4 separate regions of the Mus musculus genome follow, and all the other regions are linked to region 1. The links are chromatin contacts, called in public Hi-C and HiChIP or PLAC-seq maps. All regions are on one chromosome and are shown on one strand. Each heading gives the region's core, a stretch centred on a gene start, on an enhancer-like site or on the middle of the called end of the contact. The rest is flanking DNA. Distances are from core to core; before and after follow the strand shown.

Region 1 (6,407 bases), core at 3,343-5,842:
CCTGAGCAGCACGGGGTGCACAGGCTTTTATTTATTTATTTATTTATTTATTTATTTATTTATTTATTTGTGTGTGTGTGTGTGTGTGTGTGTGTGTGTGTGTGTGTGTGTGTGTGTGTGTTTGTATAGAGAACTATAGAACTCCCTGAACCTGGAGTTACAGGCAGTTATGAGCCACCTGAGTGGATTCTGGGAGCTGAACTCAAGCTCTCTGCAGGGACCCCGAGCACTCTTAACTACTGAACCATCTCTTTGGTCTCTTTTTTTATTTTATTTTATTTTGTATGTATGCGCAAGTGCATGCATATGTGCGTTGTGGTGTGTGTGTGTGGTGTGTGTGTGTGTGTGTGTGTGTGTGTCTGTGCACATTAGCACGCGCATGCATGTGCAAGCACGCGCGCTCACACACACACACACACACACAAATACACACGCATACATGTCTGGTATTTGGATGTGTGTAGGTGCATATGTGTACAGGTTTATACATCGGCAGGTGCATGGAGAGGCCTGAAGGTAGCACGGTGTCTTCCTTAATGGATCTGCTCTTCGCTTCTGTTTATTGAGGCAGGGTCTTTTGTTGAACCTGGAGCTAGCTAGCCAGCTCGATGACCACCTTCCTCCGAGAGAGTCCCGACTCTGCCTCCAGAATGCTAGGATTACAGGCAGCTGCCACACCTGTCAGCTTTTCTATGGGTTGTGGGGATTCGAACTCTCCTCCTCACGCCTGCACATCAAGCTGTCCACTGAACCTGGTTCCATCTCTTAGGCCTGCTTCTTCTACTTGTTATTTCTAGTCCCAGGAAACCCTTTATTTGAAGTTGAAGACTTAACCTACCCTGTTAATCTGAAAGTCAAAAAGCAGTTAGGACTTGATCCTGGATTCAACCTAATTCCATGCAATGCTGCTGCCTGCGGACTGGGTGGGTGGGTGTGGGGCTGGGGAGTGAGCACACCCTGGCTGGCTTTGTGAGGCATGTGGGAGAGTAAGTGCAGGTTGGGGTAGCTGCAGTCAGCACCTGTAGAAGGCTCGCACAGGTTTGGTTGCTAGTGCCTTGACACTCAGGTTACTTCTCTGCAACTTTGAGTCTCGGTCTTAAGTGGGCTCCCAACAGCATTTGTTGAATGAGCAGATGGCTTCTAAGTTGTTGAGCAACTTTGGTCGGGTTTCTTCACCTTTATGGGCCATACTCGATTTATGAGCATAACAAGGATAATTAAGACTAAGAGATGGCAGGTGTGTGTGTGTGTGTGTGTGTGTGTGTGTGTGTGTAGCAGCTGGAGAGATGGCTCAGTGGCTAAGAACACTTGTTGCTCTTGCAGAGAACCGGGGTTCAGTAACTAATATCCACATAAAAGCTCACAACCATGGGTAGATTAACTACAGTTCCAGTGGATCTGACAAACCTTCCTGGTTCCAGGCGGGCAGACAACCTCTACTGTCCTCTTTGACCACCATATATGCATACGTGCTTGCAGACCAAATACTCGTATGCATAATATAAAACTAAACAAATCTTCAAAACATAGAAGAAGAATTAATGACCTGATACTTGCCCAAAGGCCAGAGTGGGACTCTTTGTAAACACTTGGTAAAAGGTAGCCCACCAAGGCAAGAAGAGAAGAAAGGGGAAAGAAAAGGATGTGGAGGCCTTAAGTGGACAGAAAACAGAAAGGGGTATGCAGGCTTTTTGTTGTCCAGTGACCCCCAGGGAGAGCTTTGAACAACTCATGGCAGATCCTACAGGACCAGTCCCTCCACGAATACACCCCCCCCCCCCCCTGACAGAGTTTCTCTATGTAGCCCTGGCTGTCCTGGAACTAGCTCTGTAGACCAGGCTAATAATGAACTCATGGAGTCCCACCTGCCTCTGCCTCTACCTCTGCCTGTCTGCCTGTCTGCCTGTCTGCCTGTCTGCCTGTCTGCCTGTCTGCCTGTCTCTTATACCTGGTATTCAGCTGAGCAGGCTGTGAGAAGTCTGGATGCAAGGGCTCTTGAGAAATTGCCCGTGGTAGCCATCATAGCAAGGAGGTAGCTTGGATTTTTCTGTCGTATATCTATCTCTAGAGGTCCCAGGAGGCTAACATGTGCCACCAGGGAACATGGAACTTAGCATTGGCTTGGGAATCCATTGTGAGGCAGGGGATATTGGAGTCATAGGTAACTCTGGCAGCATCCCAGAAACATCTGGCTCAGCACCCCAGAAACATACCGCAAGTGCTGGTCTCCTCTCTGCCTACATTTTGCAGGCAGTGAGTCCTGATGTGAACCGAAAGCCACAGGTGACCATTGTGAGCATAGACGGGTGGTGAGCATAGATGGGTGGCCACACATCTTTATCCCAATCACTCAGAAGTCAGTGGTTAGACTGAAGAGAAGAGGTAGCTTCAGGAGCAGATGCACGGATGCTGCGCCAGTAGAAATTAACGAACAAGAAATTCAGCACAGAAACAGCTTTAGGAAAGGAAGATGTGGGGGCAATGTACGGTTACAGGAGGAGAGAGATAACAAGAGAGATTGGGGGTCCTCTGTACACAGGTTTCTTTTTTCCCCTGAAGTCTGTAACCCTCACGGAAGTCGTTGGAAGTAGAGTGCTCTGGTTTGGAAAGACAGCTCAGTGGATGAGGAAGTGTCTAGCAGAGCCAGAATGGACAACTTCCGACAGAGGGTCTATTAGAGATGTCTAGCTGGAGGGAGATCTTGGAAGGTCATGAATATTCATGAGTCAATGAAGAACTCGGAAGCCACGCTGAGGCAGTGCTTCCAAGCTAGGTACCTTGAACACTTGTGATAAAGAAGAGATTCAGACTCATAGACTAGACAGCTGAGGGTCAGTGCGGCTGGGAGAAAATCAGTGCTGGGGTGGAGTCCTTCAAGGGAAAGAAAATCCTTCCGGCTGAGGCTACAGAAATCGTGAAACATTTCAGAGGAGATGAAGGGATTTCAACAACAGAAGGGAGAAAGGTAGAGCGGCATTTACTCTGTAGGGAGTGTCTTAGGCCAAGGCAAGGAAGTGGGTAAGTATGGGGACATGAACAGCTAGCTGACAGGGCTGGCTGTGGTAGTAATAACGGTAACTACCTCTGAGCAAAGTACCAGGAGACACTGGGCAGGGATGTGTGTGGTGCCACATTGCAAGAGGCCATGGATGCTAGGGCAAGGTTGTAGTACCCATTAACAGGTACAGAGGAGTTACACTTAGCAGCTGAACAAGGGCACATGAGTCTAGACCTGTGTGTGACCTAGCAACATGGCCAACGTCCCTCTAGGCCACTCAAGACTCTGGCTTCCAAGATATCACATCTCTAGGTCTGCCTCATTTTCCCCTTCTAAAGGTTCTTGGAGTTCCGAGGACTCAGAGAGTAGATTGGGACCAGAAGGAAGCTGCCTTTCAGTGGCGGGCACCTCAAGGGCAGGGGAGCATAGTGTTCCTGGTGAATGACCGCTCTCCCTTCCCAGTTTTCTGACCTGCCAAATTGCTGGAGGCAACAGGACTGACAGGCCAAGCCAGGAAACTCAGTGGGAAGGTCCTCGGCCCCTGACCCTTGAATCTGACCTCCTCCCGTCTAAGATGGGGGAGAGGCAGGGAGGGCTTCAGTGCAAAGCCAGTCCTCAGCTGAGTTTATTAGCTGAGGGAGGGCTGGAGGCGGCTGCATTCCGACTCACAGACTGGAACATTTCTGTGATCCGCTGTAATGCACTGGGGGACACTGGGCACATTGCTGAAGTTTGACTCATAGGGTCCAGGAGTGGGGGGGCAAAGGAGGGTCATTGTGGAGGGAGAGGAATGGAAGAGGAAGAGGAGAGGATGGAAGGAAATCCCTTGAGAAAAATTTTTTTTAAGTTTCGAAAACTGCACCACCCCCCATCCCCTTTTTTTTTTCTTTTAATAGGAACAGACTGGACCCTTCTGCTCCCCTCAGCAGACAGTGGGGGCGGGGGGTGCCACTGGGGTTGGACTGGCAGTGGTTCAAATCAGATCCTGAAGTGTTCCTGAGGAGAGTCGTGTGTGTGTGTGTGTGTGTGTGTGTGTGTGTGTGTGTGGTGTGTGTGTGTTAGGATGGGGCAGGGGTGTCCGTCTGGGATTCCTTGCTCGAGACTCCAAGCGTGCCCTGCTCTCCCTGTGTGTAGCGCTGCCCTCGTTGACTTAAGTGTGTAGATGTGTGCACAGGAGTCCTTCCCCGAAGCGTAAAGCACCCTGGCTTGTGTAAACATGGATGCACGCCCGTGTACGCTGTGTATGCACGGGTGCGTGCACTCAGGTATCTGGGTTTCCGGGAATTGTGCGCGGGGCGCAGCGCCGCGCGGCGGCTGGGGCTTCCGCGGCCGCGCGCGGGTCCGGCCGCGTCCCGCGTTCCGGGTTCGGCGCTGCCTCCCGGGCGGTGAGCCGCGCCCCGCCGCGATCGGTGTCTGCCGCCAGGCTGTGTGCTGCTGAGCGAAGCCCGGGTGGTGTGTCCCAGGGCCGCCAGCGCCGGCCCCCTCCCTCCCCTCCCCCTTGGCCCGCTCTCAGACTCAGATAAAGCATTTCCTTCCATTGTCATCCTACCCGGCCGGCCAGGCTGCCAGGGCCCTCCCCCTCCCGGCCCCCTCCCTTCCTCTCGCCGTCTCACAGTCGCTCTGCAGCCTCCGGCGACCGGGGGGATGTGAGGCCGGCGCCCCGGCCCCCCGCCCGCCATGAGCCCCCGGCTCTGAGGGCCCCGGCCCCTGGATGCACAGCCCCGGCGCGGGTGAGTACCGGGCGGCCACCCCCTCCCCGTCCGCCCCGCCCTGCGCGCGGCACCCTGCGCTGCTCGCCCCGGCTCCCGCTCCGGCTGCGGCTGGGTCTCCGGCCGGTCCGGCTGGCCGGGTCCTCCGCGCGCCCTGGACCGCGCCCGCTCGCCCGGGCTCTGGCCCGCTCGCTGCCCCGGCTGGTTCCGGGGCCGAAGGGCTCCGGCCTCCTGCGGGGCGCCCACATCCGCCCGCTCCCGGGCAGCGACAGGCCCCGGGGAGGCAGTGGGAGGCCCGGGGCCGCCTGTGCAAGGGCCGGGCGTCCCGTCACCCTCCTCCCCGGGATCCGGGAGGCACGGCCGGCCGCCGAGGCCCGGGAGGGGGCGGTGCTCCGGGACCAAAGGTTTGGAAGCGGGAGGGCAAAGGCTAGGACCCACTGAACTGGCGCAGAACTTGCAGGGCTGGACATCAGCGCCCCTGTCTTGTAGAACTGGGCAGGGCCCTACTCAGATCCTGTAGCTGAGGGAAACGTCCCCTGGAGGGGTACTGGGCTGGGAGATTTCTCTGAGCATCACCCCTTATCCTTGATCACCCATCATAGAGAGACAGACACTGTGTTCAGCCTAGCAGTGAGGACAGTTAAAGGCGTGGGGAAGTGGGGGCCGCAGGCTGAGTACTGAGAGAGGTAGGGAGGTGGGGAGCTGGATCTAGCCCCCCCACCCCCACCCACCCCCAGTCTGATAGTACTGAGAAGTATGAGAACCCGGGCAAATCTGGCAACTGAACTGTCTTTTCGCCACTGCGATTTCTCCGCCAATTGAGTTGGAAGAAAAACCTAAGTCCTGCATGCAGGTCGCTTAATGAGTCCCACTTATTTCTCACTGGCTGCCGGTTTGGGGCCGACTTAGGGCTGACCATTGGTTCCCTGAACTATCCTTGCTGGCTGTCCAGCACTCCCCCAAAGCATCCTGCATCATCTGGCGGGGTTGGCTTGCTGCTAAGTATCCCTTCCCACATCCCAACGCAGCATCTGCTTGAGGCCCAGTTCTGCCTGCCAAAGTTTCAGGGTGATAATAGGACATTGGCCCTCGGTGGCCCTGGAGGGAGTGCAACATCTGGAATCAGGAGCTAGTCCTCCAGACTTTTACCTAGATTTGCTCAAATTCCATTGCAGACTGTCACTTTGGTTGGTTTCTATCCTCTAACTTGTACTTAGGTGACCCATTTCTTCCCAAGAGGACCCCCATGGGCTGCGGTCGTGCCTCCCCTCTGTGCCAACCTTCCGAGCCTCTTCTCCATCCGCCGCAAATCATCCTTCACTCTTAACCTCCTTGCTCTCTGCAGCCTCACGTCTCCCCTCAGTAACTAAGTACTTTTCTTCTTTACAGTGATTCCTGGGGGGGAAATGAGGCACAAAGCAGTTCCAGTGTATGGTACCCAGATAACTGAGATTGGACCAAGTCCTGAACCCAATGGGGCTGAGGCTTGTGTCTCTGTCTTTAGTTTTATGATGTCCTTTCCAAGCTAGACCCTCAGAGCTGTGCGTTGGAAAAGCTAGGTACAGGGTGCATCTGAGCCCCCTGCTGCTCAGTTTGGCCCCTTAGCTGGGGCATTTTTCTGTGTCTCAAGGGCATATGCTGAGCTTTGAGGCAAAGAAGGTTTCTCTTCTAAGCAGGTCACCTTACTTAAGCAGGCTTTT
Region 2 (6,081 bases), core at 1,326-3,825, 310 kb before region 1:
AACTCCGTGTTGCCTGCCTGTTACGTGGCCCAAATTTGGTCCAAGGAAATTCTGATATGTTCATTCTCTGCAGCTGCAGCTCTCTCCCGCTTAAAAGCATGAATGATATCGGGGTTATTGACTTGACAATATCAGGGAACACCTTTCAAACTCTCTGGTGCCAAAGAAGCTCATTTGCTTGAGAAGAAAGAAATATTTGGGCGGCAGGTCAGGCGGGAGTCAACAGCACTAGTCTCCCCTTTGAAGCTCTAATAGCTCTCCGTCTATGTGCTCTTGGTTTCGTTTTGGGTAGAACTATTCTTCACCGTGCACCTTGGACATAAAGCCTTGTTGATATGATCATCCTCTGTCTTCCAATCCTTAATGAAAAGGAACCACACTTCATCTCTGTCCCCCGAAAAGCTGAGGCCCTAGGAAGTAAACGCTCAGTAGAAGTCCCGACAAATCTCAAGCAAAGTCTCCAAACACCTCAAGACAACCTGGGTGGGCAGCCTATTTTATTACCACTAGCAAAATGCAATCACTCACACATTTAGAAAATACTGATTTTTTCCCCATAATCTAAAAGCTTTAATATTTACTGCTCAATAAATTTGGGGATTGCGTAGAGGAAAGGAGAGCAACCATCAGGACATAGAATTGTCTTCTCAAAAAAAAAAAAAAATTCCCAGTGCAACAGGAATTAGAGACATTTTTTGAATAGTTTGTCTAAAAAAGAAGAAAACCAAGAACAACATAAAATAGAAAAAAGGACAAAAACAATATTAGATTTTATTTTATTTTTTTGGTTTTTGAGACAGGGTTTCTCTGTGTAGCCCTGGCTGTCCTGGAACTCACTCTGTAGACCAGGCTGGCCTCGATCTCAGAAATCTGCCTGCCTCTCCCTCCCAAGTGCTGGGATTAAAGGCATGCGCCACCACTGCCCGGCTCAAATATTAGATTTTAAATGTGACAAGAAGTCAATGTTTTACAAATAGGCAATGTTATAAAGATTTCATGTTACTATTCTAATTTTTCTGTATGTTTGAATATTTTTATAAAAATATTAAAATTTAAAATTGAGAATCATTATTGTCCTTATCTTTCTTCAGGAAGAAGAAGAAAAAAAAATAGAACAGACACTGTAGGCTTTGCAATTTTATAATGAAGTGCTCTCAAGCTCCATTTTGTAGTACAGTACCATGACGATAGCTATACAGCGGTTTGAAATTGGGCAAGTGAGAAAGCATTTGGGAAGCAAGACTTTGTTTTTTACTTAAAATCAAATTTTCTAGAAATAGAAGGATATTTAAGTATTATTACAGCCAATGAAAGACCCACAATGTGAGGGCTCCCCCACGTTCTGACTCAGGAGAGGCGACACCCCAAAATCACCCACAAGAAACGGGTCTTGCTGCAAATTGCAAGAGGATTTTTATTCAAGAGCGCTCTCGGGCCCATGGTCATACACCACGCAGGGGTAGAGGACCGTGGCGCCCTGAGTAGCTGGGTAAGGGGGTATTTAAAGGAAGAAACCGAAACTTAAGGAAGTGGGGAGGGTGTTGTTGGAAGATACCAAAGATACCAGTTAAGAGTCACAAGGAAGTGTAAAGTTACAAGAGTCACAAGGAATACCTGGTAATTGTTAACTCTCAAGACAGCTTCTAAGAGCCTCTAACAATAGCACATTTGCATTGCAGGTTCTGGTAATGGCCAGGGTGACTTTCTTTGAATGAGCACTCTTTGAACCCAGGAAGCGGGTGGGTAGAGGAATGTTGCTCTCTTTTTTGATTAGCATACCTTTACAAAGGCCACATTCCCAAGCCTGGGCCTAAAGGCCTAGAATTCTGTTTTTACGTTGTTATACTTTCACCAACACTCAAGAAAGATAATACTCGGAGAAATTGAGCGAAATACATCAGTCTCAAAGCCAATGCCCGAACCCTGTACTCTTCCTTCTGTGTTGGGTCATTGAACTACAGCTGGCCCAGAACCTCCGAAGAGAGGTGACTGCCACCCTCCAGGTTACAGTACTTCATCTTGCTAGATCCTTAGACCCTCTGCTGTGTACAAGTGCAAACCTGCTTTTGTTATGTAGTGGGTAAATTCTGAGAGAGAGAGAGGGAGAGAGAGAGAGAGAGAGAGAGAGAGAGAGAGAGAGAGAGAGAGAGTTAGTTCAAATAAGCTGGGCTTCCTCAAATCAAGATTGAGAGGCAGTCACCAGCAGCTTGCTCTGTCAATTATGTGACGCTTGTACTCTGAAATGGATGATGCTAAGCAGAGAAGACGGTGGGGATGTGGTGCCAGGACTGTTTGCAGATATAGACTCTGGGAGGCAGACTAATGGGATGCCCTGGTCCACACAGACGCAGACTTATAAGAATAGGCTTAAAATTCGGGATTTTCCTCCACCATTGGACCAGGACACGAGGCCAGAGGCTAGGAGTGATCTAGCGATCGCGCCCACGTCCTATAAGCAGCGACAGGGGAATGCGTCCAGCTCCTTAGGAAAGTTTTAAGAACCCACCAACGTCCACAGTCTGCGCAGGCGCACTCGGCTCGCTCACACTGGCCTGCGCGCAGGCGCCCACGCACTCGGCCGGCTTGCGCTGTAAACCCCGGGGCTGATGCGAGCCGCTTCTGCTTCCGGGTCACGCCTTGACAGCGGCTTCCCGGACCGATCTGACCCGCGGTTCGGTGAGTGCGGCCGTGAGTGCGGGACGGTGTTGAAGCCAGCCCCCCTCCCCACCCCCAAGTCGGTGCTTCGCAGCCTGTGAACGCCCCTTAGCCGCCTGCCCGGCCTCTGTGCCTCCGGACCCGGCCACCGTTCCCGGCCTTTGCGGGTGGTGGGGGCGGGGGCTGGTCGGCGCCCCGGGGTGCAGGCTGAGACTCCCGGGACTCGCCCGGATTGCTGTGAGCGCCCGGGGGTCCCTGCCGCAAGGGACGCAGCAGCCCTGGCCTTTGCTGCCCTGGCCCCCGCCCCTCTCCGTCCGTCTGTCCGTCCAGACCCGGCAGCTGCGAACCTCCAGCTGTCCGCGTCCTGGGATTGGGAGCCTCCGGCCAGGCCAAGGGTCACCGCGGGGGCGAGGCCGACGCCGGCCCTGAGCAGGGTCTGTTGAGTGTATTTGTGCATTGCTTTAAAAAAAAAAAAAAAAAGTTTTCTGTACATTCCATAGGAGGGAGAAGAAAAAACAGGGCATGGAGCAAACGAGTCACAGCTGAGGGAAGGACCCACCGGGGTCAGATTGCAGGGTTGCTGGCCTCGGGGGCCACAGGGAAGTTGATTATCTTGATCTATCCTGACAGCAGATGCTGTCCTTGCGAAAGGCACACAGTTTCACCTGGAGCTTCAAGGTAGAGTTCTTAGCCTGGAAGCCAGGAACATCCATAAAATGAGTGCAGGGTTTAGTGCCATCTGCTTAATGTACCAGGAACTTACACAACCACATCAGGTCAAGCCTTCTGCTTTGTCCCCTCTGACCAACACCGTTGCTGAAACCCGGACTATACCTTTGCGCCCACCCCACCTCCCAACCCCATGCTTTTTTGTCCCCTTTGTTACAAAGTTTAAGAAAAAAAAAACAGGATTTGCCGAATTCTAAGCCATACCCACAGCCTCGCATACCTTTCAGACAGCTGTTAATGGCTACTGATTAGCAAAAAGAAACTAGAGTTTATACTACATTATCGAATGTATAAAGGGATAACCCATCGCAAATTTGCGCTTCTTAGTAGTTGCATGTGTAATTATATATATATATTCTACAGTAAAGCTTTTGCTTCTGAGTCACACCCTGACAGCAACTTACCTAACCCAGGGGTTTGGTGAGTCCGATCCTGGGTGCTTGATGCTGTGATGCCAATTCAAATATGGATTTAACAAATTTATATTGAGGACCAGCATGTGCCAGGCACTACTTAAAAACCTTCTCATAACCTTTACTCTTAGGGGTGGGGTTGATTTTTTTGTTTGTTTGTTTTTCGAGACAGGGTTTCTCTGTGTAGCCCTAGCTGTCCTGGAACTCACTTTGTAGACCAGGCTGGCCTCGAACTCAGAAATCTGCCTGCCTCTGCCTTCCAAGTGCTGGGGATTAAAGGCGTGTGCCACCACGCCCGGCATTCTTTCCAGTTTTTGATAGGTGCTTTTTTTTTTTTTATAAGGATGCACCACCTCAATAGCTGTTATTTAACACATCTTCCATAGTTAAAGCTTTTATTGTAGTTGAATCTAAATACGTTGAATTATTTTCTTTCACCGCTCATCCTAGAATTCTCTACCATAACGTAGTTTCAACACATTTGCACAGCCATATTTCTCAGGCATGTTGACTAGCCAGTTATTAAAATGTTTTTATTTTAAATCTGCTTATTACCCAGAATTGGAAGTATTTTTTTATTGGCTTGAAGTTTTAAAGATTTGTGTTGATTCCAGAGTGGTTCTATGCTTACTTTCCCCACTGCCCGGCTTTTTTTCTCCTTTGAATATTTGAAAATATTTTACGGGCTGGTGGGATGGCTCAGTGGGTAAGAGCACCCGACTGTTCTTCCAAAGGTCCAGAGTTCAAATCCCAGCAACCACATGGTGGCTCACAACCATCTGTAACGAAATCTGACGCCCTCTTCTGGTGTGTCTGAAGACAGCTACAGTGTACTTGCATGTAATAAATGAATGGATCTTTAAAAAAAAAAAAAAAAAAAGAAAATATTTTACAGATGACTTATCATAGGATAGGTTTATTCCATTGCCTCCCCTTCCACACAGGCATCACACTTTTTCATAGTCTGTCAAGCGACCAGTATTTGTTAAACATCTACGTTGTATGGGATGTGGTGGCTGGCTTTACTGAGCAGAGAAGACAGAGAAACGATGATATGTGCATACGTATATTGTAAGACAAGGGTGTAAGGAACCTGAAGGTGCTACCAGGAAAAAAATAGCAAAAATTCAGAGCAGGAAGAGAGTGGCATGTTCTCTTCAGCCTTCAGAGACTCCTTGCTAGCCTTTGAAGGCCGTGTTGCGCTCCAGGAGGGTCTTAGGACCTGACCCTTGGGGGGATCTTGTCAAATGAGAGAGTAGAATGTGCTGGGCGTGGTGGCGCACACCTTTAATCCCAGCATTCCGGAGGCAGAGGCAGGCGGATTTCTGAGTTCGAGGCCAGCCTGGTCTACAGAGTGAGTTCCAGGACAGCCAGGGCTGCACAGAGAAACCCTGTCTCGAAAAAAGAAAAAAAAAAAAAAAAACCAAGAGAGAGAGAGAGAGAGAGAGAGAAAGAATGTGGACCCAAGGGTCAGAATGTCCAGGGTTACTTAGCATCCTAACAGTTGTTATAGTCTAGTGCCTTACTATCCCAAGAGGTGACACCGAATAATCACTGATATGTTCTTGGAATCTGTTTTTGGGAGTCCTCAAAAAAAAAAAAAGCTTACCCGTATCGTAAGGAGAGGCCAACTCAGTGGTACTGTACGTGTCTACTTTGTTTCAGGCAGTTTGGAGCATGTGAACACACTCTGAGCCTTGATGAGTTCCAGCATGTGGTATATTATGCAGAGCATTCAGAGCAAATACTCCCTCTCCGAACGCCTGATCCGAACCATCGCTGCCATCCGCTCCTTCCCACATGACAACGTAGAGGACCTCATCAGAGGGGTGAGTGGGTTGCTGCTGGCAGAGCAGGCCTCTGAGGTGGGCCGGGGGAGGGGGGAGGGAGAGGGGTGGAGGGATGGAGAGGAGGGAAGAGGGGTGGGGACAGGGGGTGGGACCCTGCCTTGGTTTAGCACATAGTCGGTTCCTCGGTGGTTTTAGGCTGACTAGTAAAACATGTTCTCCCCAGTTAGGCTTCACCCGCTTTCTCCCTTTCACCGTCTGTCCCTTCATAACATATGTTCTAGACCTCCCTCCTCTCCGGGTTTGTTTTGGTTTTGTAAAATCTGTGTACTTTGAAGAGAAGTAACAGGATAATGTTTTAGAACTTGTAACCATGTAGTTACTCCGCATCTCGTGGATCTTCTATGTCAGTCCAGTTCTGTAAGTGTTTCAGAGCTGCACCCCTGCCGAGGAAGGTGCGGGTGGCTCGCTCTCAGCGAGGCAGGGTCGGTAGGAGG
Region 3 (6,499 bases), core at 264-2,763, 370 kb after region 1:
GGTGGAGCCCTAAGCCTAACCCCGGCCAAAGGGCTTTGAGCAGCTGTGATGTATCTGCTTGGGTCACAGGCTTGAAAATTGGTATCAGTTTTCTCCGTGATCGTGGATGGTTGAGATCATGGGCAGAGTTGACAGAACCAAGGAGAGATACTCATAGGCCCCTTCACTACAGGCTGGCACCTGCCTCGAGTCAGCCCGACTGGGAAGCTGAAGAAAATCTTTACTGTGTCAAGTACCGAGAGGTTCTGGGGCTAAGTTGTTACTTCAATGTTAAGGGAAATGTCTATATTAACAAAATAATGTATACAAGTAAATTTCTAGGCTTGGGGAGGGTGAGACTCTCACATGTCATACAGAGGGCATTGAGGAATATAATACCAGAACTAGCCAGAGAGGAGGCTAAAAGGGCTTGGCTTGCAATCCTCTTGACCTTGGAGTTCTGTAGCAAAACACCATCTAACACAACTGACTCGCCAAAAACAAAAAACAAACAAACAAACAAACAAACAAAAACCCTTAAGTTTCCACTTCGTGGGGGCGGGGTTCAAGGCAAAGAAAGGTATAGGGCTGAAAGTCCACTGGACTCTGAGTAGTCGTAGGCTCTTCATGGGTTCTCGTTTAGATGTCCCTACAAGGTTCACGTACCTACTCTCGAGACGCCCCGCCCCTCCTCTCCTCCATTGGTCCATGGTTGTGCATGCTACCTTTCTGGCACCAGGATTGGGTGGTCTCATACTACTCATGTACAATGGTCCGTTTGCTGTACTAGCAGAGACGTGGCTGCTGGTAGCTGGGTTCTGCCACCAGCTGAGGTGGGCTCCCAGCACCCCCTCCCCCCATCTTTGTGGTGTAATTGAAAAAGACAAACTTGCTGCAAGTGAAGGAAAATGACTTACTCCCCTGCTGCTCCCGGCCCCCCCAGCAGCAGTGGGTACACAGAAGCAGCTCTCTTTTTGTGTTTAAGTTTGATTGCACCGGTTTCCGTTTCTTAAAAATCAAAAGCCCCTTGAGTGAGAAAGTTTCCATGCTTTACCACTACAGAACATCTCCAGGAAGCCTCCCTCCACCCCACCCCACCCCGCCCCGCCCCGCCCCGCCCTGCCGCAGCCCCGCACAGGCTGTGGCCATGAGCACCTGGCTGTGGGATTTCTCAGCATCCTCTGGTTTTACCGGGGGGATTACTGGGGATGAGGTAGCTAGAAATTGGCTTATGCTTTTATCCCCAGCCAAGGCTGGCCAAGCTTAGGGATAGCTGCTTTGAAAACAGCCTTGCAAGTGACAATACTATTAAAGTCAAATATGGTGATCCCTACTCCAAGGCTAAGGGACCACCACAGAAGACAGCAGAGAGATCGTAAGAGGCAGATGTCAGGGAAGCCTGGGAAAATGATGTGACAGGACACAGTCGCTGTACTTTTGGGTTCCTAGCAGCTCGACCGTGGAAGTGGGAGGAGCTCCCCCGCGTCTACCGTTAACTGAGAAGCTATTGACAGTTCACGGCTTCTAGTGGGGGAAGAGTCAGTCTTCTTTAAGGGTGTGACCCATGGCTCGCTGTCGAGCACACCCCAGTGGAGGATCTATACCCATGAGTATATGGGCAGCCCAAATGGGACTCAGTGGACTGGGGGCTGGGAGAGGGGATGGAAAAAGATGGAGAGAGATGGGGAGAGAGATGGAGAGAGAGAGAGAGATGGAGAGAGGGAGAGAGAGAAGGAGAGAGATATAGAGAAGAGGAGGGGAGGAGAGGGGAGGAGAGGGGAGGGGGGCAGTGAGGTGAGGACCTGGAGGAATTAGGAAGAGTGGATATGATCAAAGTACATTGAATTATTAATTCTCAGAGAATTAACAAACTATTTTAAAAGATTAAAACAAAAAAAAACAAAAAACAAAAAAACATTGATTCCAATTTTTGCATAATCGGGTCAAGAAAAAGGAAAGCACGCCTTCATGTCCTCCTCTCTGGGAAGGTTCATTTCCCACAACTGACTCTCTTCTCAGACTCATAGCATCCCCTCCCCCATCCTCACTCTCAGCTAATGAATTTTCTACCCTTTCCCTAAGCTGCACCCACGCACCCGGCCCTGCTCGCTGCCCTCCCAGTGCCTACTGCTTCCCTACAATGCCTACTAGAACTTTCTGTGACCATATACGTGTCCTGTCTCTCTATCTCTCTTCTGTACCATGCCACACAGTGGCTGCAATGATGGGGACCTGAGGATGTAGAGAAGTCTCGAGGTTAGCTGTGAAGGGACCAGAGACGTGGGGTGGAGAGTATAGAGGGAAGACGCTCTCTCCATGTTTGAGGGGGAAAGGATGAGAATGGTATGTTTCACATGTTATGTAAATGTCCGTTCTGTGTGGAGCCGTGTCTTCCTGAGTCAGAAGACCTGCTTGACACCTTCAGGTCATATCTGACCCCGCATAGTAGCTGTCCTTGCTTACCTCCCCGGCCGGGGGGTGGGGGGTTCCTATCGCCTTGTCCCATGGCTCCCCGGGGGGCTGGGGGTGTCCTATCGCCTTGTCCCATGGCTCCCCCGGGGGAGGCTGGGGTGGTCCTATCACCTTGTCCCATGGCTCCCCCCGGGGGGGGGGGGTCCTATTGCCTTGTTCCATGGCTCCCACGGGGGGCTGGGGGGGTCCTATCGCCTTGTCCCATGGCTCCCCGGGGGGGGGGTTGGGGTGGTCCTATCACCTTGTCCAATGGCTCCCCCGGGGGGGTCCTATCGCCTTGTCCCATGGCTCCACGGGGGGCTGGGGGGGGTCCTGTCGCCTTGTCCCATTGCTAACGACCCTGCTTCCTCCATCTTGAGTCGGTTATAAGAGCATCATTTCTCATTGACTTCTACTTCCTGCTGTTGTTAAAGCGTCCAAAGCCATCCTTATTGCTGTTCTTTGTACTACGTTACTGATTTTCCCATGCCTTTGTGCCATGTGATTTCTGGATTGCATGGGGCAGTATGAGGCATGCTAGGGACCCAGCTGAACTTTTAGTGTAGATTGGGGAGGTTTGCTTGAATTGCTCTTCTGTTTCTTCGCTTCTGTTTCTTTAGCTCCCATGTTCTCCACCTCCTATAATTAAGACACCAGGCCTCTTGGCGGATCACTCACTTTTTCTTTCTTATCCTCCCCTCCTCCTATCTCCTTTTTTGTTCTACTGTTTCAGCCGACCTACCTGCCAACCCTGATAGTCAACTTATTGTTTCAGTGACATATTTCCATTTTTTAAGCGTTCTCTTTTTGTTTTATTAATGATCTATTTTTCTTATAGCATCTGATTTTGGCTTTCCAGATCAGAGATCTTCTCTTACTAGCATCCCCTATACAATCTAAACCTCCAAAGCATTTTTAATAATTTTTATCTTGCCCTTTCATGTTAGACTCTTTCTTCAAATAGTCCTTGGCTAACCACGTATAGCCAAGAATGGGGAACTAAAAGGAGATGCCCAGAATCTTAGCATATGTTCAAGAATAGTGCTTGTAGACATGACATCATCATCAAGAAAATGTCAGAGACCTTTTCTCTTGGTCTAGTCATAGCTTCTGACATGCTATCCAATCTATAGTTCAGAAGCTGAGCTGGAGCAGGCCAGCGATAGAAGTGGGGTGATCCCACAAGTCACTGTTAGATTTTTATCCAATACCAGCTCCTCTTCTCTGTGTCTTGTTCTTAACCATCCCACGATGCCCTGGTTTATCCTGTTCTTATGCCTGGGTGGAAGGGCCAGGGTTCTTCTGAGAGAGATGGGAGGGGAAATGGCTAGTTATGTGCTTTGTAAGCCATTCTTAGGCCCACCTACCTCTTACTTCCAGCTGAATCCGGATTACACGTGTCTGACCCCTTGGGAACCTGTACTGGCAAAGTTGTTTCCAGGTCTCTGCCAAACAGGAAGCAGCTGTCACAGATCTCCACCAGTCGCACTGTTTAGTGGTTTTCCAGCTTCTTGATTGTGTGTGTTGGGGTTGGGCAAGTCATTAAAGAGTCTTTTAACTGTTATAGTATACAAGGTTGCAGAGAAAGCAGATCTAAAAGCATAGCGATCAGATAGCAAAACCCAGAAGTGCCCTCTCTCTCTGAGGGTAGATGAAAGCCTGGCTTAACCACAGTACAACACGACCCTCCCATTGGCCAATCTGTGGTTGTGTCTTGGTCCTGATTCCATCTGATCTTTTATTCATATTTCTCACTGCAGATGGCCTGAGTTCTGGGTCCCCACGGGGGGGCCTCATGTCTTCTTCATTTAAGGTTCTCTCTCTCTCACTCACTCATGTTTTTAGCATACAAAGTCACATCTCAGAGAATGGCATGAATGGGTCAGGGTGCACCTCAGGCAGTGCCCCACACCCTGGCAGGATACACAACATTCCATTCCTGTCCTTTTCCACTTTTTTCCATCCTCCTCTTTTTCCTGGTCACCAAGTGCTAGTGCTCCCATGGGCTCATCCTTGGGCTTCTCAGCTTTCTCTTTGATTCTGCGGCCACTGCTTCTCATTGCGTCTTTGGGCTGAATAGACCTATGCTGTCTAACACAATGATGCCAGCCACACACGCTGTTTCTCCTAAGTGCTGATGACAAGGCTCTAGCCTCAATCTTCAGTGTCACTTGTGCGTGAAATTGCAAAAGTCCTCCTTGGCACTTTTATGCTTTGACATGGTAAAATTGTGAGGTTATATATATATTTGGTTAAATAAAACACACTATCAAAATTAACTTTGCCTGCTCTCTCCCTTTTGAGGATAGGAGGGCTACAAGCATACCAGGTTGTATCATACACATACCAGACGGTGTTGGTCTAAGCACTGATGGCTTTCCCAAACTCTCTGAGCACAGACTTCTACAAATGCCTGCTTGACAGACTCACACTCGGATGTGTGATGAACTTCCCAAGCTTCACAGATCCCGCATGGAATCCCAGAACCTCCCCCAACCCAAATTCTTCCTCCATGTTTGCTCCTATCACAGTGGAGGTACCACAGCTTATAGCTGCTGGATGTTAGAATCTCTGTTGACTAGGCCTGGATCTCACTTTACACATCCAGTTACCTCCTGACATAGGTGGAGCTAGGCAGCCTCTCTCCTTAACCCCACCTTGCCAGGGCAGCAGCTACATTTGTCCCTATCTTAGTTAGGGGTTTACTGCTGTGAACAGACACCATGACCAAGGCAACTCTTATAAGGACAACATTTCATTGGGAGCTGGCTTACAGGTCCAGAGGTTCGGTCTGTTAACATCAAGGCAGGAACATGGCAGCATCCAGGCAGGCAGGCATGGTGCAGGAGTTTCTGAGAGTTCTACATCTTCATCTGAAGGCTGCTAGCAGAATAATGTCTTCCAGTCAGCTAGGATGAGGGTCTTAAAGACCATGCCTACCCACAGTGATACACCTACTCCAACAGGGCCACAACTCTTAATCCTGCTACTCCCTGGGCAGAGCATATACAAACCACCACAGACCCAATTCTTTCCCTTCACAGTAGCCAAATAAATTCTGTTATAAACTCTGAGCAACCAGATTGCTGTCCTTCTCTAACACTTGAACCACCATAAACTCCAGATCCCCACTGTGGTATAGCAGGCCCTACAGGATCAGAGCACTGGCCGATTCTCAGAATCCCTTTCATCCTTGGTCCCATGGTCAGTGCACATCATCCAGGCTGCTCCTCTGCAGCCTCTCCAGCAGATGTCTGTCTTGGAGACGTTGTTCTTTCCGTCCTCTCCGCCTAGGATGTTTAACCTACAGATTTCAAAAGCCTGCTCACTGACATGTCATGCTATGGAAGGGACCTCTGCCAGTCTCCAGACCTCGTCTGTACTCGTTACAAGTACACAGTGCTTAACACCTGGCTCACGTTGTTTATCTCTGTGTTTATTTTCTGTGTCCTCCACAAATATGAATGACTCATGCTTCCAGTTTTCCCAGCACAGCAACATTGGCCAAACACAAGCTGATGTTCCAAAGCTACAAAACAAACAAATAAATAAACAAGGAAGGAAGGAGGGGAAAGAAAAAGAGAGAGAAAAAGTCTTTTTTCCATATTATTTATTTATTTATTTTTCATATTTTAAAAAGATTTTATTTTGTGTATATGCACAAAAGTACAGTACCTGTGGAGTCCAGAAGAGGGCGTCAGAGTATCTGGAACTGCAGTTAACAGGTGGTTGGGGTCCTCTGGAAGAACAATGAGGACTCTTAATTGCTGAGCCATCTCTGTCCAGCTCCAACGTTACTTTTTTTTAAAGATTTATTTATTTATTTATTTTATGTATGTGAGTACAGTGTTGCTCTCTTTAGACACAGCAGAAGAGGGCACCAGATCCCATCAAAATGGCTGTGAGCAACCATGTGGTTGCTGGGAATTGAACCCAGGAACTCTAGAAGGGTAGCCGGTTGCTCTTAACCACTGAGCCATCTCTCTGGCTCCCCAAAGTTACTTTTTAAATGATAAAATAAGTATATGGAGGGACTGAAGGTGTTAGAGGGTTGGAAGCATGAACCAGT
Region 4 (5,852 bases), core at 2,873-5,372, 450 kb after region 1:
TGTTAGTGAGCAGGCAATCCTTCTGCAGCAGGAGCACCAGGTCCTTGTACACCGCCCTATGCACAGAGTCCCCAAGGACGACCACAAACTTGTTGTGGAGTAGCTGCTGTACTTCGGAGGCCAACAGGCGGACCATGGTGCCTGCGGTGTGCCTCTTAGCTCCCTCTTTTGCACAAGCTGGGTCTGGGAACTGCTAGAACAGAAGAGAGAGCGCTGGGAGGGACTCACCCTTAGGCAGAGCAGCAAGCATTAAGAAAGATAGGGGAAGTACTGTAGGGAGCTGCCGCCTGAGGGTGCCGCCCTTCTCCCCCACCCCGACCCCCATGGCGAGGAGGGAGGAACACTGCAGGCTTCCCGAAGGCTGAGCCTGAGGGCTGGAAGGAGGAGGTAGGGAGGGGAGAGGGCAGGAGCAGGAAGCCCTCCTACATCTGCGATCTCATTTAACTATTGGGCACTCTGGGCTGCCCAGGCTCCAGCCAGCCAAGAGGCCAGCACCACCTGTAACCACTTAAGACAAATTAACATGCAGATGCGGTTGCTTACGTTTAGTTTCTGATGGGCCTCATAGTTCCCTGTCATCTCCACCAATTACCATTTCTTGAAGCTCAAACCATTTTTAATATGTTAATGATCCAAGCACTTGACTGGGGAGATGGAAGAACTGGGCAGGCTGCTCAAATCCCCAGAACGGACAAGCAGATCCCAGTTTACCTGTCAGCTTGCTTGCCTTGCCAAAATGGCAGGCTTCAGATTCAGTAAGAGAACCTATCTCAAAAAGTAAGGCCTTCGCCTTCATGCAGGCAGCCGTGCCTGGTGATGGCCCGTCTTTAATCCTAGCATTTGGGAGGCTGAGGCAGGCAGAACCCTCAGAGGCTAGCCATGTCTAGTCAGTTCCAGATGGGCCAATGCTACATGGGGAAGCTTGTCTCAATGAACAAATGAATGTGAAGAAAGAGACTCAGAAGAGGAAGACACGCCTCTGGCTCAGAAAGACAAATATTACATCTCCTCTAAAGTAAATAAATAGCTGGGCAGTGGTGGCGCACACCTTTAATCCCAGCACTTGGGAGGCAGAGGCAGGTGGATTTCTGAGTTCAAGGCCAGCCTGGTCTAGGGAGCGAGTTCCAGGACAGCCAGGGCTACACTGAGAAACTCTGTCTCGAAAAAACAAAAAACAAAGCAAAACAAAAAAGAAAACAAATAAATAGGAAGATTCGTTTGAGTGCATGCGCCTGTGCACACACCACCCTGCAATGCCACCCACACACCTATAATTAATTAAAGGACTCTTGTAGATGTAAAACAGAGAGCTCTAGTTTGAGTCCTCTTTGTTCACAACCAAAGGGAAAACTCTAATGATGTACAGTGTCTCACCTTTGTCCTAAGGGTGTTGTGGGTTTTTTTGGGGCGGAGGGAGAAGTGGGGGGTGGGAAACATAAATATCAAACTTGAAACCTGCATGTCCCCAGGGACTGAGCTAAGTAGAGAAAAGGTCTTGCCTTACTAAACACTTTGGATGAAATGCTGACAGATGTGGGACTCAAAACCTCAAAGTTAAAGTGCGATGGTACACGCCCTTAATCCCAGGGCAGCAGAAGCAGAGGCAGGAGGAGCTCTGTGAGTTCAAGGCCAGCCTGGTTTACATAGCCAGTTCCAGGTCAGTCATGGCTTGTTACAGGACTGTCTCCAAACACACAAAAACTGCAAGTTACCTTCATTCGACTTGCCATCTAGGATTCTTCTCTTGAGACAATTAAGAGGTAGAAACACACTTCATACTATCAACAAACTGACCAGGAGGGGCACAGAATTCACTTCAGGTACTTTGTGTCGGCTACTTGAGAATGGCAAGATCATATAAGCCGTAAGCATGTTAAGGATAGCTGGCATGACACTGTAAATCATTATTTTCTGAGAAAGGTTTTGCTGTATATTCCAGGCTGGCCTCGAACCCCCAATCTTACCATCTTGGCCTCTGGGAGCTGGTGTTAGAAGTATGCACCACTACATCTGAAACTTCTGGGTCTTACTAGGTGGCCCCTCCTGGAATTCACTATATAGACTAGGCTGGCCTTAAAGAACTCAAAGAGATCGGCTGCCTCTGCCTCTCAAGTGTGTTGGTATTAAAGGAAAGAGACAACAGGGCCCAACTAACAAATTAAAATGTTAAGGCTATGCAGCTTGTGGTTTTAAGTGGTCCCAAGTATCAATTAAGAAAATAGGGAGAACAGTGAGTTCTCATAGAACAGGTGAAAACACTCACCTGTCTTTACCCATTAATCACGTAAACATTGTAATCAAAAAAAGTTTTGCAGGGAGCCTTTATTCCCAGCACTTGACAGACAGGCAGGTATCTATGAGTTAGAGGCCAGCCTGGTCTACTTAGTGAGCTCTGGGGACAGCCAAGGTTACGCAAAGAGACCCTGTCTCAACAAATTCAAAAAGAAAGATCAACAACATCAGCTCATCATCACGAGGCAGCAAATGAGGCGTTAATGAGGAATCGCACACACAGGGCTGCAGATGCTGCTCGGCTGACAGTGCTCACGGAGAACACGCAGAGCCAAGAGTTGGATCCCGTTACCACATCACCAGGGGTGGAGGCAGAAGCTGCAATCTCAGGGCTTGGGAGGTAGAGAGGTAGGAAGATCAGAAGTTCAGGGTCATCTGTGGCTACAGAGTGAGTCTGAAGCCAGCCTGGTGAACATGAGACACTGTCTCAAAAGACACATACAAGCAAGTCAACAAACAAAAAACCCAAACAAACAAAAACAACAGAGAGAAAGAAAGAAAAGGGGAAAAAAAACAAAACAAAACCTGAGTTAAACGTTATTTGTCCTCTTAGCTCACAATCACTGAGAAACTGGGCTTGGTAGTATATCATAGGACTATGTAATGCTAGCTCTTGGAAGCAGGAGGATAACCCTAAGCTCTTAGACCAGCCTGGTCTACATAGTAAGACCTTTTCTTAAAATACCAAAAAGGAAAAGGAGGTAGGGGGAGGAAGGTCACTGATAATTGTAATATAAGCCAGGTGCGGTGGTGCAAACAAACCTGTAATACAATACGGGAGGATCAGTGGTTCAAGGCCAGCCTCAGACATAAACATACCAGATGACACTTCTTTGGAACCAAGATACCATGGGGGGTAGGGGGGCGGGCAGGACAGGCTCTGCTTGCTGAGGCTAAGTTCCTTAGCCTCTCTGTGAAACAGCACTACAGGACTCACATTGACTTGATTAAGTGGGGATTAAGTGTTGCGTACACAGATATTGTTTATTCTCCTAAGTCTGCAGGTCTTCACGGAGACCCGAGTGTCAGATCCCGAGGCTGGAGTTCCAGGCAGTTGTGAGCAGCCTGATGTGGGGAGGTGCTGGGCTCTGAACAGCGGGGCTCTCAACCTGAGCAAACTCTTCAGCCAGGACGTACTTAAAAACAACCCTGCCAAGATTGATTCTCAGAGAGCAAGCTACAACAGAAGAGCAGTTTAACCACGTGCAAAGAGAGAAGAAACTGTTCATCTGCCATCGGGGGTTCTACAAGACCAGCGGAGGCGATGGCAGGCAAGGGTTTTGAACATATGCTGGTATTCACAGAATGGCTCTTGGGTGACCTACAGAAAGCATCATTCTCTCCAGTCCTAATCTATAGGAAAGGTTATAGAGAGATTGGAACTAAGATTTACTCATTTTATTCCTAGGGAGCTAACTACCCAGAGCGGATGGTTGTGTGTACCTGGGGGCGGGGCTGGAGAGAATAAATATACCAAATCTCGTCACTCATTTTCAAGCTTGAGACACCAATATTGAACAAGGTGTTAGCATAACCCAGGAAGACGAAATACCGCAGGTTGCGACTTCCCTGTGGGAAAGGGTGGCTCCCGGTATCTTCACCAGGGCACCTTGGACCACACGCTGCTCCCAAGGATCAGGGCCAAGTCAAACAGAGTCTACAAGAATTCTCCATTGTCCTGGGGGGGCGGGGGGGGGGGGAGAAGGGGCAGATGGCATGGAGGAGGGAGAAAAGGAAGCATCCCAGTGAGCAACTGAAACCAAAACTCAGAGAGGAGGAGGCAACAACCGGACCAAGCCAGACACCCTCTGCCCCCGTGAGCCAGAACAGGCTCCGCAGGAAGGGCACTCACTCCATACATACAGCAAAACCTAAATGCCGCTTTTAGTGGACAGAGAGAACAGTCAGAAAAAGGGTGAATCATCTCAGGCGGTTAACAAAGACCAACCGGGAACTTCCAGTTCCGGGTCTTATTTATAAGAACTGAAACAAAAACAAAAACAAAAGGGATTTGCATACAGGCAGGTTAGAGACATTTGCTAAACTCCCTTAGTAGTTTTTGGATGCTACTTTACGGACTCACATAATGAGAAGGGAACACACAGTGGGTCAGCTGTTGTCTCAGCCGGTGTGGTGGTCAAACACCTATAATTCCAGCACAAGGCGCCAAGGATGAATTTTACCCCAAAAGACTAAAATGAGTTGGCCTCTTCCCTGCAGGGGAGAGATAAGAAAAAGGCTGCCAAGGACAGATAAGGTGGGAGCTGGTCCTACAGAGATTGTGCACAAGTGCCCAAGGCTGTCTGAGGAGAGGGCGGGGTTGGAGGCAGAGGGGTACAAGACTGTCATGGCCACCTTCAATTCCACTCTTAAAATGTGGCCTGCTTCCCCAAATCCTAATTACTTTCTGTTTTGCTGCAAGATCTGGGGCTGTAATGCTGTGGGAGCAATATGCATTAATGATGGCTACTGCTATAAAATAAAAAAAGACTTTCAAAGAACTTGCTTGTATTTCTCAATTTGGGGATGATTAATTTTTCAGTAGCTTCATAAGGCATAAATTATAAATCTTTGACTGTTACTTCATAGCTATCCCAAGCCAAACCCAGAGCATTTATTTTTCATTAATCAATGTTTTGTAATAATTAGGTTAGTTTTGGAAGACTGACAATGAACTAGGCCAGTTGCCCTAGGGATAGGACAGAGGTCTTAAATCATACAGACAGACCTGACAAAGGGGTGCTGCCTGCCTGGGCTTCCTGCAGGAAAAACAGGTAAGGAGTTTAATAATTTCATGCATCTGACTAAATACCTACTGTGACATTATACTAGGATTAGAAATAGCTCCTTTCTGTTTAAAGGCATTTTGGGAGAATCTAATTTATTATCTATCTATCAATCCTATCTATCCATCCATCTATCTAGTTTTTTTAAGACTGGGTCGCACTACGTAGCCTGGAACTCAACGATGTTTAGATCAGGTTGGCCTTGACCATGGGAGACCTGCCTGCCTCTGCATCCTGAATGCCGAGATTTAAACATACCCATCTCAAATCAGTACTTTTGACTTTTCCAAGATCTCTTTCAATGTTAAGGCATTGCATGTATAGACAAGAAAATACTTATTTCTAAGGGTACTCACATACTCAACTTTCCTATGTTCTGGTATTAGTTTAAAGTTGAACTAAATTTGTCAAAAAAAAAAAAAAAAATCCATGGCCTATAATGGGCCTACATTAGATTGGACCAGGCCTACTAAGACAATTAAGGATCCTAGGGTGGTCCACAAAGCCTGCCTGCCTTCCAACTACTGGCTATGGGTATTCTGGGGGAGGGGCAGTCACTGGACCCTGAACTGGGAATTCACCAAACTTTTGATTTGAGGTAAGTAAGTTAATATCCGCCAAAAATTAAAGAAACAATATTTTAAAGGTGGCCTTAGGGTCACATCAAATACATAAAAGTCCTGTGAAGAATGTGGTTACATGTGGTTATAAAGAAACCACTGCTGGGGAACCGCTGGCAGGACCCAGTCTCCTCCTCCCAGGTGGCGCTACCTG

Evidence for each region. A called contact is a pair of places that touch in the nucleus more often than the background predicts. HiChIP or PLAC-seq counts read pairs in DNA pulled down with a chosen protein or histone mark.
Region 2: a contact with region 1 is called in an H3K4me3 HiChIP or PLAC-seq map of pro-B cells, with 2.1 times the contacts expected there. The contact joins the promoter of Asb8 here to the promoter of Hdac7 in region 1. A contact is called at or near these places in 2 of 484 Hi-C or Micro-C datasets (cardiomyocytes and myeloid progenitors), 2 of 115 datasets of contacts at active chromatin or transcription factors (memory CD8 T cells and pro-B cells) and 1 of 9 other capture datasets (embryonic stem cells).
Region 3: a contact with region 1 is called in a Hi-C map of CD8 T cells, with 2.7 times the contacts expected there. The contact joins the enhancer-like site here to the promoter of Hdac7 in region 1. A contact is called at or near these places in 1 of 39 promoter capture datasets (the C10 cell line), 4 of 484 Hi-C or Micro-C datasets (CD4 T cells, CD8 T cells, Th1 cells and 1 more) and 2 of 115 datasets of contacts at active chromatin or transcription factors (memory CD8 T cells and thymic regulatory T cells).
Region 4: a contact with region 1 is called in an H3K27ac HiChIP or PLAC-seq map of thymic regulatory T cells, with 3 times the contacts expected there. The contact joins the enhancer-like site here to the promoter of Hdac7 in region 1. A contact is called at or near these places in 2 of 484 Hi-C or Micro-C datasets (CD4 T cells and CD8 T cells) and 3 of 115 datasets of contacts at active chromatin or transcription factors (effector CD8 T cells, memory CD8 T cells and thymic regulatory T cells).

What each region holds. Positions count from the first base shown.
Region 1 is chr15:97,829,680-97,836,086 of GRCm38.p6, reverse strand. Hdac7 (histone deacetylase 7) reads left to right here and starts at 4,592. Exons shown (of 25, transcript NM_001378971.1): 1 at 4,592-4,728. The coding sequence starts at 4,710. It overlaps Gm33636 (a long non-coding RNA gene), which reads right to left and starts at 5,401. Exons shown (of 4, transcript XR_001781759.2): 1 at 4,782-5,401.
Region 2 is chr15:98,142,196-98,148,276 of GRCm38.p6, reverse strand. It overlaps Asb8 (ankyrin repeat and SOCS box-containing 8), which reads left to right and starts at 2,575. Exons shown (of 4, transcript NM_001170710.1): 1 at 2,575-2,676; 2 at 5,463-5,626. The coding sequence starts at 5,498.
Region 3 is chr15:97,453,300-97,459,798 of GRCm38.p6, reverse strand. No RefSeq gene overlaps it. Among named protein-coding and RNA genes, the nearest start is that of Gm41393, 50 kb to the right of the region's middle. Within about 2 kb of position 1,513, at least 59 of the 459 cell types and tissues checked have an H3K27ac peak or open chromatin away from gene starts, as enhancers often do. A contact at or near this core is called in CD8 T cells, Th1 cells, memory CD8 T cells and 2 more, where this site is marked.
Region 4 is chr15:97,378,366-97,384,217 of GRCm38.p6, reverse strand. Pced1b (PC-esterase domain containing 1B) reads right to left here. Exons shown (of 6, transcript NM_172293.4): 6 at 1-190. The coding sequence starts at 136. Among named protein-coding and RNA genes, the nearest start is that of Gm33325, 24 kb to the right of the region's middle. Within about 2 kb of position 4,122, at least 55 of the 459 cell types and tissues checked have an H3K27ac peak or open chromatin away from gene starts, as enhancers often do.